Linked DNA regions of Mus musculus: region 2 is linked to region 1. Evidence: chromatin contacts called from public Hi-C data. All regions are on one chromosome and are shown on one strand. The core of a region is the stretch at or near the end of the contact, and the rest is flanking DNA. Distances in the headings are between cores, read along the strand shown.

What was found. Hi-C and Micro-C count contacts between places; a contact is called where the count stands out from the background.
Region 2: a contact with region 1 is called in a Hi-C map of cortical neurons, with 2.3 times the contacts expected there. The contact joins two enhancer-like sites. A contact is called at or near these places in 1 of 15 datasets of contacts at CTCF or cohesin (large pre-B cells) and 5 of 484 Hi-C or Micro-C datasets (B cells, cortical neurons, large pre-B cells and 2 more).

Annotation. Positions count from the first base shown.
Region 1 is chr2:118,201,165-118,208,025 of GRCm38.p6, forward strand. The region is part of intron 10 of Fsip1 (fibrous sheath-interacting protein 1); the gene reads right to left. Among named protein-coding and RNA genes, the nearest start is that of Fsip1, 52 kb to the right of the region's middle. Within about 2 kb of position 2,762, at least 61 of the 459 cell types and tissues checked have an H3K27ac peak or open chromatin away from gene starts, as enhancers often do. A contact at or near this core is called in cortical neurons, where this site is marked.
Region 2 is chr2:118,626,571-118,633,431 of GRCm38.p6, forward strand. Bub1b (BUB1B, mitotic checkpoint serine/threonine kinase) reads left to right here. Exons shown (of 23, transcript NM_009773.3): 14 at 283-391; 15 at 3,333-3,595; 16 at 4,375-4,508; 17 at 5,189-5,329; 18 at 5,841-5,941. Among named protein-coding and RNA genes, the nearest start is that of Bub1b, 32 kb to the left of the region's middle. Within about 2 kb of position 2,906, at least 7 of the 459 cell types and tissues checked have an H3K27ac peak or open chromatin away from gene starts, as enhancers often do. A contact at or near this core is called in cortical neurons, where this site is marked.

The DNA of each region.
Region 1 (6,861 bases), core at 1,512-4,011:
CCTCTCTGCCTCTGCCTCTGCCCCTCTGCCCCTCTGCCCCTCTGCCCCTCTGCCCCTCTGCCTCTGCCTCTGCCTCCCAAGTGCTGGGATTAAAGTCATGTGCCACCACTGCCAGGCAGCAAAGTGACTCAAGATTTTCCAGGCTATGCAACTTGGCTGGTGCAGAAGTTTGGGCTGAGCATATAAGTGAAGTTGAGTCATATCAAAATGACCTGTGAGCAAAAACTCTAACTGAAATAAATAAATAAATAAATAAATAAATAAATAAATAAATAAATAATAAAGCCCTGCGATTTGCCAAAAGCCCCAGGATGCGCACAGTCAAAGGATCCTGTACATAGATGGAGTGCACACCACTTACTGCCCAACCTAAATAAACAGTGCTGAGGTTTTCAGAGACTTTTAAAATCAACCCAGCCTGTGATCTTAGAGCATCTATAGTTATCAATGTCCTCGAGAGTGAAGTGACATCATTGGACGGAGACTGAGCAGCGGACATTTCATTCATCCAGAAACTGTTGGTTCTGTTTGTGGCTGGCAGGGATGCAGAACAGGCAGTTTTTGTCTATTCTTTTGCAGTCGTTACCAACATACTACAGGCTCAGGTGGGTCCCAAGAGCATTTTAAATGTGTTTGCTTCTGGCTTGCCCTCTGCCTTGGCAGTCTGTTGCTTCATATCATCTCCTGCTCCAAACCTCACAGCCCTTTCCCTCTCTAAAGTGCGGAAGGCAAGGGTCAACTCAAGTGTTTGCAGAGGGCTGGGCTCCTCTTGTGGACTCCTGTTGTGTCCATCTGAAGAGGGAGGGACCTAGGTATTCTTCCCAGCTTGGAGAAGAGAGAGAAAAGGGAAGGTGTGAAATCCTGGCCTTGGTAAGTGGAGAAGTGGTGTCATGTGGTGTCAGCATAGATCCCAGCCACACAGAGAATGTCCCAGTCTACCTGGAAGTGGAGGCCACAAAGGCAGAAGCACATCCATTAAAATGATGGCAGCTGCCTAGAGTGACTGTGTGACAAGAGCACTGTGCTGGGAATGTACTGACCACAGGAGGCCAGCAGGTCTCAGCTCCTCTGGCCTTTTGCCAGTCACCTCTGGGCAGTGCACATACACCAGAGTCTTGCCTGGCACACACAGTCATGGACCCTTGGTCCCACCTGGCACTACCAAGGCCAAAACTTCTTTAGGACATTAAACTACAGGGTCAATCTCTGACCTTAGCCAAATAAGACCTTTCCCAACTTGCCAGCCAATAAGAAAAAGGACCTGACAAGGTGAGAGTGAGATGGCAAAGGGATAGATGGACACTCAGGCTTCTTTATGGGGACAGAGGAGAGCAGAACTCGCTGTCACCATGTCCCTCCACCTATGCAAACTTCCCAGCTCTGTTCTGTGAGAAGCAATCTGTGGTCCTCTCCTTTTGGACAAAATAGCTGGTTCTCAAAGGGATCTTCCTTGGCCCATGGTCTTTATCTCTCTTTTAAGAGCTTTAAAGCCTTTTACAGAAGAAGCCAGGACAGGAACACGGAGATGGACAAAGGAGGGACAGAGGAAGGAAGGTAAGGAGGGAGGGAGGGAGGGAGGGAGGGAGGGAGGGACGGACGGACGGACGGACGAGGGGAGAAGGCAGCACAGGAAGAGATGAGTTCTTTTACAGTGGAACAGCTTCCTTTGTCAGAGTGGAAGAAACATCTTGCTTTATACTCAGCAAAATGTAAATGCATACAAAATGTTCCCAAGTGATTATTTTTACATATAAATTATGATCAATTTCCATAAATTCTAATTTTAAAGTTATATATATATATATATATATATATATATATATATATATATATAAAATCTATGAGGGATGATAATTTGACCAGGAGCTGGAGAAGTGTATGAGCTAATGGGCAAGGGAAGCCTGCAGTCAATAAACAGAATGAAGTGAAGAAGCCCCACCCCCACCTTTTCCCACAAGGAGAAAACACTTATGTCTGAGTACCATCTGTGCTGCCAACCCTGTGGTCTTCAGTATTCACTTCACATTAACCCTAAGTTACCCACACCAAGACCTATTTAAACTCCAAGCAAAATACCTCGAGTGGGAAATGTTTAGCAACAGACATCACTACTCAGCTGAGAGTATCACAATTATATTCCTACACACTGGGCTCATCGACTCCTGTCCCCAAGCTACCTGAGTGTTTAGCATCATTTTACGGATGTAAAGAAGTCATTACTGAGTTCTGAATTACACTCTTGGTTAAAGAAAATACAGAAAGAAAAGAGAAAAAAAAGCATCCATGTCTTCAACTTTGGCTTTTAAATGAAGAGCTTAACCCCTCACACAACACAACAAAGCCTGCTACCCCATGGCAGTACTAACCCTCGATTTCAGGACTAGTTACAAGAAATTAAAGTGAAGAAGACATTTGGAATTTAGTGTGTAAGAATGTGCGCCAAAACATAATTAGTGCCTCCGAATGCGAGCAGGTGGATTAGACTAATTTGTGGAATGCTGTTGGAGAGACAGCCCACGGGAAGCTGGGGAGAAGAAAAGAAGGGCCCCGGTGTCTCAGCCACTTGGGATTCCTGCAGTGGATCTCACAGGGGAGGAAGGGGAGTGGAGCCCTGTCCTCCAGAGCCCTGGCCAGCATTACCCATTATGCCTGCTGGCATTATAGCCCTGGAAACCAGGGTCCAAGCAGCTAGGGCCAGGCTGTGTGCCTCGATCCGTTCGTTCCCAGCTTAATTTATATGATAATTAGAGTCTGCTGCCAGAAGCAAGAGCATCTGCCAAGAGTAAAGTCCTCAGAAAGCCAAACGGAGGCTGGTGTGTGCTGTGGTGCCATCCGAGTGCTGACTAAGAGCTTTCTTTTATCTCCTTTTGAAGCCATAAAGTGCCCTTCGCGTTATTACTAGCCGGGAATTTTTTTTTAACAGTCCCGCGCTGACAGCAGTGATTTAACACTTGCACAAAACAATAGCACTTCACGCCACTTAATAAACCTTTGGGCTGTGCGACTTCCAGCTTTCTTGCTGGCTGGATTTTCTGGTCTGGTAGCTCCCGAACAGTCTAGTATACAAGCCACAGAAAGTGTAAAGATGATGTGAGAAAGGCTGTGTTTGGGCCCTTGCAGATGCATTTGATGAATGAGGCACACTCCATGACCACAGGCTCACTCAAAGATGCTTCGGCCCACTTAACCCGCTGAGCTGAAATACTACAATAAGCCTCCGGGGAAGGATCAAGCTGAGAGCATGGTGGTTGGCCTAGCCCTACACCTAATTTTTCCCAAAACATCTGCCAGAGTAAGAATTAAGTGTCCTAACCACCTGTTCACGCTGCAGCCGCATGGTTGTCACACAGTTACCCTTCTCAGGAATGGATCTAGTCACCTTTCAAATATTTGAATACCAGGGGTGAGCAGCCTGGAATGAAATGATAGAGGCAACAAAGAGAGGCACTTTGCTTGGATAGACTCAAATAAAATCATGTTAAAGGAGGCATAAAATAGCCATGTTAACCGCACTCTCCTGGAAAGGAGGGAAGGGGGAAGGTGGGGGATGAGTGAGTCCTCTAAGTCCCTAGGGACTTGGAATTGTAATCTGAATAACATAAGTAATAATGGCTGTGCCACCTATCTGTGAGGTTGGCATGAAGATCATATCAACTGCAGGAATCATAAGGAAAAATTGGAAACATTCTTACCGCGTGCAGAGAGACAATAAAGCCAGGTGGTGGCTGGGCTCATTAGCTCCATTTAATCGTCTTACTTGTGTACACATAGCAGATCAGCACACTGTGTCAGTGAGATATACAATAAGTATTTGCCAAATCAATTACATTTCAAATCACAGGAGGATGCACATTTTGAGAACCATGATGTATTATAAAAATAAAAAGAATAGTTACACTTTACAAACTGCGTAATTTGTTTCACTCTGGCTCAAGGATTTTAGCAAGTAGCCATCTCCACGTAATCCGCTCATTCCGTTTACTGGGGGTTATCATTGGACATTCCTCAACCTGGGGTGGTTAAGAATACAGAAATCAAGTGTCAAACTTCAGGAATTGTGGGGAGTTCCTGCATTTGATCACACATCCTGTTGTAAAGACCTAAGTGAACCAATGAGAAGCTGAAGACATAACTAACGTGAGGAGGTAGAGGGTACAACCTCTCCAACAACTCTTTCCAGCCCTCTTGCCCAACATTTTATAGTGAGATAAAACCCACTGTCCGTGAGATGTACATCTTCCCAGCTGCCCTAGAAGGGCATACACTTGAGTCTGGTAGATCTCCACCTTACTTCAGTGTAGGCTCTGTCTCTCTAGCCTCTCCTGTGTCCGTGTTCTAACCTGCTTTCCTGAGGGGTGGGTGGTAGTCATGCCATTTATGCAGGCCCTCACTGGCCTTCTGGGGTAGTACCCTGACCAGGAGCACCAACTGGATGCCTGCTGCCTGCTGCAGCTGCCAAGCTCCAGACATGTGGCACCTGGTACCCAACTGCTCCTCCCCTGCTGTGTACCCCCACTCCCCTTAGAAGGGCACCGCAACCTCTACCTGCTATGTTTTCTTTCTTGCCTAGGATCTTCCATAATTAATCCTTCAAAAATCTTTCACTGCTGTTTATAAACCCACTAGTGACATGTTTCTGTCTTGTGCAGATTTTATTTTATTACCTTTTAGATATATTATTATTGTTGTTAATATTATTAGTGTGTGTGTGTGTGTGTGTGTGTGTGTGTGTGTGTGTGTGCATGCACATGCATGTTCAGGTATTCACAAACCACAGCATATGTGTGAAGGTCAAAGAGCAACTTTGGAGTCAGTTCTCTCCTTCCATTGTGGGCTCCTGGAACTGAATTTAGGTCAGCAGGCTTACAAAACAATGCCTTACTCAATGACCATCTCACTGGCCCTTGACTGTATCAGCCTTCCTGGTTAAAGTTAGTATTTCCACGTTATTTTCATGACAGTGGGTGCCCCTTCCACAAGGAAACTCCTGTGCTCAGAGGTGCCTCGGCCTCCGCAGGCGGGTGACTGACCTCTGCCTGAGCAGCTGGGCAAGGCCATGATTTGAAGGATGAGCTTAGGTCATGCTGTGTCATGTACAATTTTAGAAGATGTAAAGATTCAAGAAACAGCAATACAAGTGGCGCAACTGCTGCTTCTCAATTAGATGTGAACACTAAAAGCTGACGCAATCAATTAAAAAAAAAGGAGAGCTTTTTCTGTCACTTCTTGCTGTTGCTTATCTCAACCTTCGATTCTAGGAATGCAGCAAAGAGGAGATTAGCTGCAACCTTCAAAGCTAAAGCCAAGTACTTTAGCCGGAAGGTAATTAGCTGGAGGGGTGGGGTGGGGGGAGTCATTATTCAAAACACAGTCTAGAGGTGGCACAGAGCTCACACATAAAAGAAAATAAATACTTTGGAAAGATCACTTCAAAAAACCGCAAAGCAAGTCGCAACAGCCAAATACGTTTCTCACAGATGATTGTGGAAATAAGGCAGAAGGCAACACCTCAAAAAACTTTAGCATCAGAAAATAATAACCAGAATTAACATCTTGTTAAAGGTTAAATGTGGCACATTTACGACAGCAAGTATATGTTCTATGCACAGAAAGACAGCTTTTTGAAAGAAAGAACACCTTGATAAATAAATGTTCCAAGATACAAACTACTCATAAATTTTTGGAAACACATCCAAATTCTCTAGAGTCCAAAAATGTAAATTAAGGCATGACATCATCTTTTTTTTTTTTGGTTTTTCAAGACAGGGTTTCTCTGTGTAGCCCTGGCTATCCTGAACTCACTCTGTAGGCAAGGCTGGCCTTGAACTCAGAAATCTGCCTGCCTCTGTTTCCCAAGTGCTAGGATTAAAGACGTGTACCACCACCGCCCGGCTGGCATGACATCATCTTAAAACTCTCCGAGTGGCAAAAATAAAAAGAATCCAATGCAGGCATGTGCGCAGGCGTGGGCCTGGGTGCAGGTGTGGGTGCAGGCATGTGCGCAGGCGTGGGCGTCAGTGCAAGCACTGGGGCAGGCACGGGTGCAGGCATAGGTGCAGGTGTAGGGGTGGGTGTAGGTGTCATGGATTCTGGCACGCAGGTGTGAGCGTGAGTGTGGGCAAGGGCACAGGTATGGGCGTGGTTGCAAACTATGGTATGGCCTCAGGCAGGCATGGGTGCCCCTCTAAACACTGATAGAGAGAGGGCAGATCAAACCCACAAGCCCTGGAGGTTGACTTGCTACCACATTGCCAATTCTTTACATATCTACTCAAAGCAATTCCACTAAAGACACATCCTGCCGGCATGGTAGCTGAAGGCTGTGATTGTAGCACTTGGAAGGCTGAGGCAGGAACAGCCTCGCTTTAAGCCATCTGAGCTACACAGTGAGACCCTGAGTCAAAAAACTACAACCAAACTATAGCTCAGTGGTAGACATAGGGTTGATCTCTAGCACCAATAACTATAACTATAATAATAATAATAACACATAAGAAAATAATTACAACTATGTGCTCGTGCTATCATAATTTATAACAACAAAAACATTAAACATTATAGGAAATGAATCAAGAGTGGAATCACTCAGTGGTCACATAGTAACATAGTATCAAGTAGCCCACTGTCTATATTGTAAATATTGTATGTTTATTATTTTCCTAATGTGTGTGTGCACGGAAGTGTGTACTTGACTGCAGGTCTCAAAGGCCAGGGGTGTTAGATGCTTGTAACTGGAGTCACGTGTGGTTATGAGCTGCCTGCATTGAGTGCTTGGAACCCAGCTTGGGTCCTCTGCAAGCAGATACTCTTAACCACTGGCGATCTCTCTGTCCCCCTCCACGGTGTAGTATTAAATGAAAG
Region 2 (6,861 bases), core at 1,656-4,155, 430 kb after region 1:
CTCAAGTTAGCAGGCTTCTACTACAAAGCATTCCTACCCACTAAACCGTGTTGTTCCCCAGTATCTTAGACTTGTGAGTGAGGGTAGCTAGGTGCTTTGGTGTACACATTCAGAGCTGGGAAGAAGGAATTGAGATAGAAGGATCATGAGTTCAAGGCTGACCTGGGATAAATAATACAATTTTATCTCAACAAACAACCAAAAAGAAGCATAAATCAGAAGTTACTGTTATTTCTGTATGCAATAACAGGGAGTGCTAACTGGAATATGTATTTTTCGCAGTCCTGCTACAGGTGGTCCACAGGTTCTCAATGCCCAGAGAAGACCCCTTTCAGTTCTCAAAACTACAGAAGTGGGCACCACAAATGAGGATGTGTCTCCCGATATTTGTGTAAGTTAACATAAATGGACTTAGTGGATTATCTCACTCAGATATCTTAGTAGTTTAGCATTTGGCTGGTTAGATGGCTCAGCAGGTGAAAGTACTGCCTGCCACACCTGATGGCCTGAGATTGGTCCCTGGGCCCCACATGGTGAAATGAGAAAACTGACTCTGACCATTGCATGACTTTCCCTGACACAGACGGACAAGTAAGTGTAATAAAATTAAAACAAACATTAAACGTTCAATAAATGTTGAAATTTGCCTGTTGTAATGGACAGTGGACTTGAGGAGAATCTCAGATTTAAAGTCAGCCTAGGCCGTGCAGTAAGTTTTAGGCTACCTTGAGTACATAGCTAGGTCTTGTTCAAAAGACTTTGATAAACATTAAAATCACTAATGTGAACTAGGCACATAAAAAGATATTCATAATTATATCACCAGGAAAATGCAAATTAGAGCCACAGTGAGATACTACAGGGTACCCGCTGTCAGGCCTGTAATCAGGAGACAGATAATAACAAATGTTTGCAGGCAAAGGTTATAGAAAAATTAGAACCTTCATACATTGCACAAACAGTCTCTTCTGTAAAACACACTGGTCATTCTTTAAAATGTTAAAGCTAGGGGCCCTTAAGAGCACTTGCTCTCCCAGAGGACCAACCTGGGTTTGATTCCCAGCCCTAGTTGGCAGCCTACAAACTGCCCACAGCCCTGTTGTGGCTCTCATGGGTACTGCACTCATGCTAACATACATGTAGGCGAAACATCCATGCACAGAAAATAAAAGCATAAAATAATTACTAGACTGGCGGTGGTGGTGCACACCTTTAATCCCAGTGCTGAGGCAGAAGCAGGTGGATCTCTGAGTTCAAGGCCAGTCTGGCCTACAAAGCAAGTTCCTGGACAGCTAGGGCAATGCAGAGAATCCCTGTCTTGGAAAAAAATTTTTACTAGTTAAATGTAGTTACTAAAAGCCACAGCATATCTCATCCATGACATACCCATGGTAGCTAAACTAATACACAGTTAATATGGAAATATTACTCATGGTAGAGAGAGGAACCTAGATGTGATCAACTAATGCATAAATCAAATACGTATTAGCACAGTGGCCTATCACTTGACGATTCCAAGGAACGAATGATAGACTGACCTGCATTACAGCATGGTCGACCCTCACGGTCAGTAAGTGAAGTCATGTGTCTGCAGAGTACTGCTTTGGAAGTGACTCCCGTGCTCTCCTTGCCTGCTACAGGTAATATCATTTTCTCCTCTCAGAAAGATAAAGTGAAATGTGTGGGTCTGGTGTGATAGAAAGAAACTTACAGGAAATATTTTTCCATTTGCACGAAGTGTCCATAATAAAGCAGTGCAGTTGGGAATTACGGAGAGGACGACCGCAAGGCGCTGGAGTGCATTGTGCTTGCTTGCTTTCTACCAAAAGAGCACACTGGCGTGAACACACTAGAACCCTGAGGTGCACACCACACTGTGAAGTGATGAATTATATCTCAGTCTTTTTTTTTAAGAATTGTTTATTTATTTTATGCATATGAGTACTCTGTAGCTGTCTTCAGACACACCAGAAGAGGGCCTCTGATCCCATTACAGATGGTTGTGAGCCACCATGTGGTTGCTGGGAATTGAACTCAGGACCTCTAGAAGAGCAGCCAGTATCCTTAACCACTGAGCCATCTCTCCAGCCTCCCATATCTAAAAGTCTTAAAGGGCGGGGGAGGGGGGGTGTCACTAATTTGACAGTCTTTTCATACTTGCAATTATTTTTTTCCCGACATACATGTAAAATGCCTGGGTAGCAATGGATATAGACCATTTTTTCTTTCTGTTCTTTTTTTTTTTTTTTTAATTTTTCATGTTTTGTGTTTATGTGTGGGGTGTGCTTGCGTGTGTATGAGGGCAGCTGTGAGTGGCTTTACTCACTGAGCTGGCTCACGCCCCTCATGTTCTTTACCAGTAGAGATTTAGTAACACCCAGGGTAGAAAGACAGGATATAGGCATTCAAATACGGTAAAAAGACCCAAGGCACTGTGTGGCATGGTGGTGCTTTACTGATACTTTGGGAAGGAAAAGTCTGTGCAGACGAGCCCCAGGCATTGCTGGAGGGTGAAGGGGGGTGGCTGGTGGGGGTATGAGAAGCTACAACAACTGCATTTCTTCCTCCACAACCAAGGAAAAGAGCTAAGTCGCTGAAGACAGTGACTTGTTAATAGAGTTCTCTTTTTATTTACCTTCTTGATAAATATTTTCTGATAAAGTACACAGGATTTTATAGCTAGACAGATGTGAATGGCAATGCTATTTTATATCCAAAAATGTAGAATTTCTAATGACTCAGAAGAGCCTAGGAGACTTTTATGACTGAAGGAAGACACACAGGCTCTACTCCAGTTTTATGAGATTTGAATTTCCAGAGAAGGAATCCACACATTATGTTCCCCTTTGTTTTAAATAATTTGGGAAAGTTATTCTGATTCCGCCAGTTCCCCGGTTGCTATGGAGAGCACAGCGATTGAAGAGAGCAAGCAGTACATGTTGTGTTCTGGAGAATACCGCCCAGTGTGCGGTGGACGGCCTAGCCAGGGAGGATGGGCCTTCAGGGAGGTTCTGGGTTCAGCTCCTCAGTGAAGGCTTGAAATTGTCTGGAAGAGGACAGTAAGCTGCCTTTCTATGTGTTGAGCCACACACCCCCTCCAGTATATTTTTTGATGAAGTATAGTTTTCTTTGTTAACAAAATCATTTTCCTCAATTCTGTCCTGTGCTTTTTAAATTGTCTTCAACTTGAGGTCCTGGTTTGTTATTTCTAAATCTCATGTCAATGATCTGATGTCTTAAGTTTAAAAAAAAAATGTGTGCGTGCGTGCATATGTGTGTGTTGTACCGCGTTTGTTGAACTGTTGCAGCTAAAGTGTGTTTGGCTACTTTAGGATGAACTCACAGAACTTGAGCCTCTGAGTGAAGACGCCATCATCACTGGTTTCAGGAACGTCACTCTCTGTCCCAACCCTGAGGACACTTGTGACTTTGCTAGAGCAGCTCGTTTGGCATCTACTCCTTTCCATGAGATACTGTCCTCGAAGGGCATCGCTGCTGATCCCGAGGGACTGTTGCAGGAAGAGGATCTGGATGGGAAGGCCGCCGAGGCTCATCACACTGTTCATCACCAGGCCCTCATCATAAAGAAACTGAGGTGACTGGAGTGTTTCTCTCTTGGTCTGTGTGCTTGTCAATTGCAGTGGCCAGGTATCGGCTCTTACTGTCCATCAGATGCTCAATCAGGGAGTAAGTCTGACCCGGGGACACAGTCGGTGAAGGTTACTGATTGGTTTGGATTTGAGGATTAGAAGAAGTAAATTGTGCTGGTTATGAGACTCAGGTAACGAAGGAAATGGCTCAGCAGGTAAGGGCACTTTCTTGTAGAGGACCTGGGTTTGATTTCCAACACCCACGTGATAACTCTCAACTCTGTGTTCTAGGGTATCCATTGGCCTTTCTGACCTCCACATGTACAGACACATGCATGGTGCACAAAGTTGTGAGCAGAATGCTTACATACATAGAGTAACTAAATCTAAAACAGGTTTAATCTGTTTCTTATTTGGGAAAAAATGAGACCAATAAAAATAAATTCTATTACAAGATGAGTTCAGTATAAAATTTATAATTTAAAAATGTATAAAGTTGGACTCTAAACAGATAGCTAGTGGCTAAAAGCATTGGCTGCTCTGGTGGAGGTCCCGGGCTCAGTTCTTAGCACCTACAGTGGTACCTCCCAACCCTCTGAACTCTATTTCCAGGGATTTGACATCATCTTCTGGCTCTGGGTGCTATCCCTACACTGGGGTACTAACATGCATGCAGGCAAAACACATGTAAAAGCAAATAGATCTTTATTAAGAGGATATATAAAGTTCTGACAGAAGTTGGAGTATACTGTCCTGAGGATGGCTTCACTCTTGTTTCTTGCAGCCCAATTATTGAAGAGAGCCGTGAGGCCACCCACTCATCTGGCTTCTCCAGGTCTTCTTCCTCAGCTCCCAGTACATCCTCCATCAAAGGCTTTCAGCTTCTGGAAAAGCTGGAGCTGACTAATGACGGGGCAGGTAGAGTGTTCCAGCCAACAGCAAGCTTCCGAGTCTGCTCAGTGGCCGTTTAGTCCCTCCGCAGGCTGACCCTGCCCCAGTTGTACTATTTCCCAAATAAACCAGCACTAATTCAACGTATTTCATATGCCCAAAGCAAATGAATGTGGTCAGGTTAGCAGTGTTGATTTTGTAATGTTGGAGTTCCCTCCCCCCTCACCTGTTTTTTTTTGTTTTGTTTTGTATTGTTTTTCTGAGACAGGGTTTCTCTGTGTAGCCCTGGCTGTCCTGGAACTCACTTATAGACCAGGCTGGCCTCGAACTCAGAAATCCGCCTGCCTCTGCCTCCCAAGTGCTGGGGTTAAAGATATGTGCCACTACTGCCTGGCCCTCGCCCCCTTTCTCTCCGTGTGTGTGTGTGTGTGTGTGTGTGTGTGTGTGTGTGTGTGTGTGTGTGTGTGTGTGTGTGTGTGTATGTGTGTGTTGTGAGAGAGGCAGAGACAGACAGACAGATCATACAAAGGCTATAAAGGGCATCAGATCTCCTAGAGCTGGGGTTATAGGCAGTTGTGAGCTCTGAGACATAAGCCAAACTCAGCTCCTCTGGAAGATGAAGAAGTGCTCTTAACTATCTGTCCAGCCCTTTACTACTGTGTTTTAAACATTAATTTATATATATTTTCAACTTCTTTTCTCCACAGAAGATGCTATTCAGTCACCCTGGTGTTCACAGTATCGCCTACAACTGTTAAAATCCCTACTAGAATTAAGTGCTTTTGCGGAGTTTTCTGTGGAAGACCGACCGATGCCTGTGCTGGAAATAGGGAAGGAGATTGAGTTAGGTAAGTAGTGTGTGTGAGTCCTTGTCCTTTTGCACATACACATAAGTGATTTGAATGCCACAGGCCCTTGAACACTAAGTGCTCCTAGGTTGTAGTAGATAGCATTAGAGAGGTTAACACATTGATAATTCATGCCACAGGAACAATACTACTTCTTCTTTTTTTTTTTTGCCTCTTTTAGTATTTTTCTTAGATTTATGTATTTTACTTACTGTTTTGCCTGCATGTATGTAATGCCTGTTGCATCCCTTTACTGCGTTTACAGATGGTTGTGAGGCGGCATGTGGGTGCTGGGAATTAACCCTGAGTCCTCTACAAGACTGCTAAGTCCTCTTAACTGCCATCTGCCTGGGGCTCCTTTGGATTTTTATATAAATAACTTTGAAGAGTATTTTAGATGCCACTTAATGGCAAAAACACTAGCACTTCTCACACTTAAGCCAGGAGGTAAAGTGTAAGGACCTACATATATTCACAGTGACTTTAAAATGGAACCAAACCTTCTCAACAGGTCCTGAGGATTACGTCATCAAGCAAGAGCACCTAACATGTGACGATTACAGGTTATTCTGGGTGGCACCAAGAAGCTCTGCAGAGCTAACCATGATAAAGGTGAGGTGGGCCCTTTGTGATCTCATCACCTTGTAAGTCAGCAAAGAAGAGATAGTGTGTCCTTGTAGTACTGTAAAACCTAGGACGCCAAAAAGTCAGTCACCGTTCTAGGGCAAGATCAAAGCTAAAAACTGAGGGGTGGCTGTGCACATGCGCTCTCATGTCTAAGCTTACGAGGTATCCTTCCGGCTTTCTCTTTCTGAGGAAACAGGCCCTGGAGTGTGTGGACTGCTCCTCTCGGGACAGGTTGTATTCTAGCCTTCACACATATACCTTGAAATCTCAGTTCTCCATCACTGTGGGGAAACCTCAGTTTGTTTTTCTTATATTGGAACCTGGACACCCTTTCCCTCCCGTTTCTTCCTTGGTTTAATTCCTCTTATTTTGGAAAAGTACACCCTTTAGTGCCTTTCTGAGGAACTGAAAGCAAAGGGTCTTTAAACCCTCTGGGTCTGAAAATTCCTTATTCTCTGTCTTTTCATTATCGGTAGCATGACTGGATACAGAATTCTTTATTTTTTTTTTAGAATTCTAAAGCCTTATTTTATAACTGTGCTTGGTTTTGTTTGTTTTCTTACTGTTATCTGGTTGACTGGTTTCTTGGTGTATTTTCCCGCACAGTTTTAGAACCTGAATATAGACATTACTTAGGCAAACGCAGCACCACCGAGGCGTGTCCTCAGCTCCTCACCTTGCCTTTGAAGTCTTTGCCATCCTGATGTTTGTTTGGTTTTTGTTTTTGTTTTTAAGCTCAGCAGAGCAATTTTGTTTGCAAGAGGATGTGCTGCTCGACCCCAAAGCACGCACACCCCGTCACAGATGCTCTCTGGGCGTTAGTGGCGATGTGGTGACTGTGTCTTTTCTCGGCTGGTTGGGGTCCAGCCTCATAGTCTTTAGCTTTTGGCTAGTGTACGAAGGGA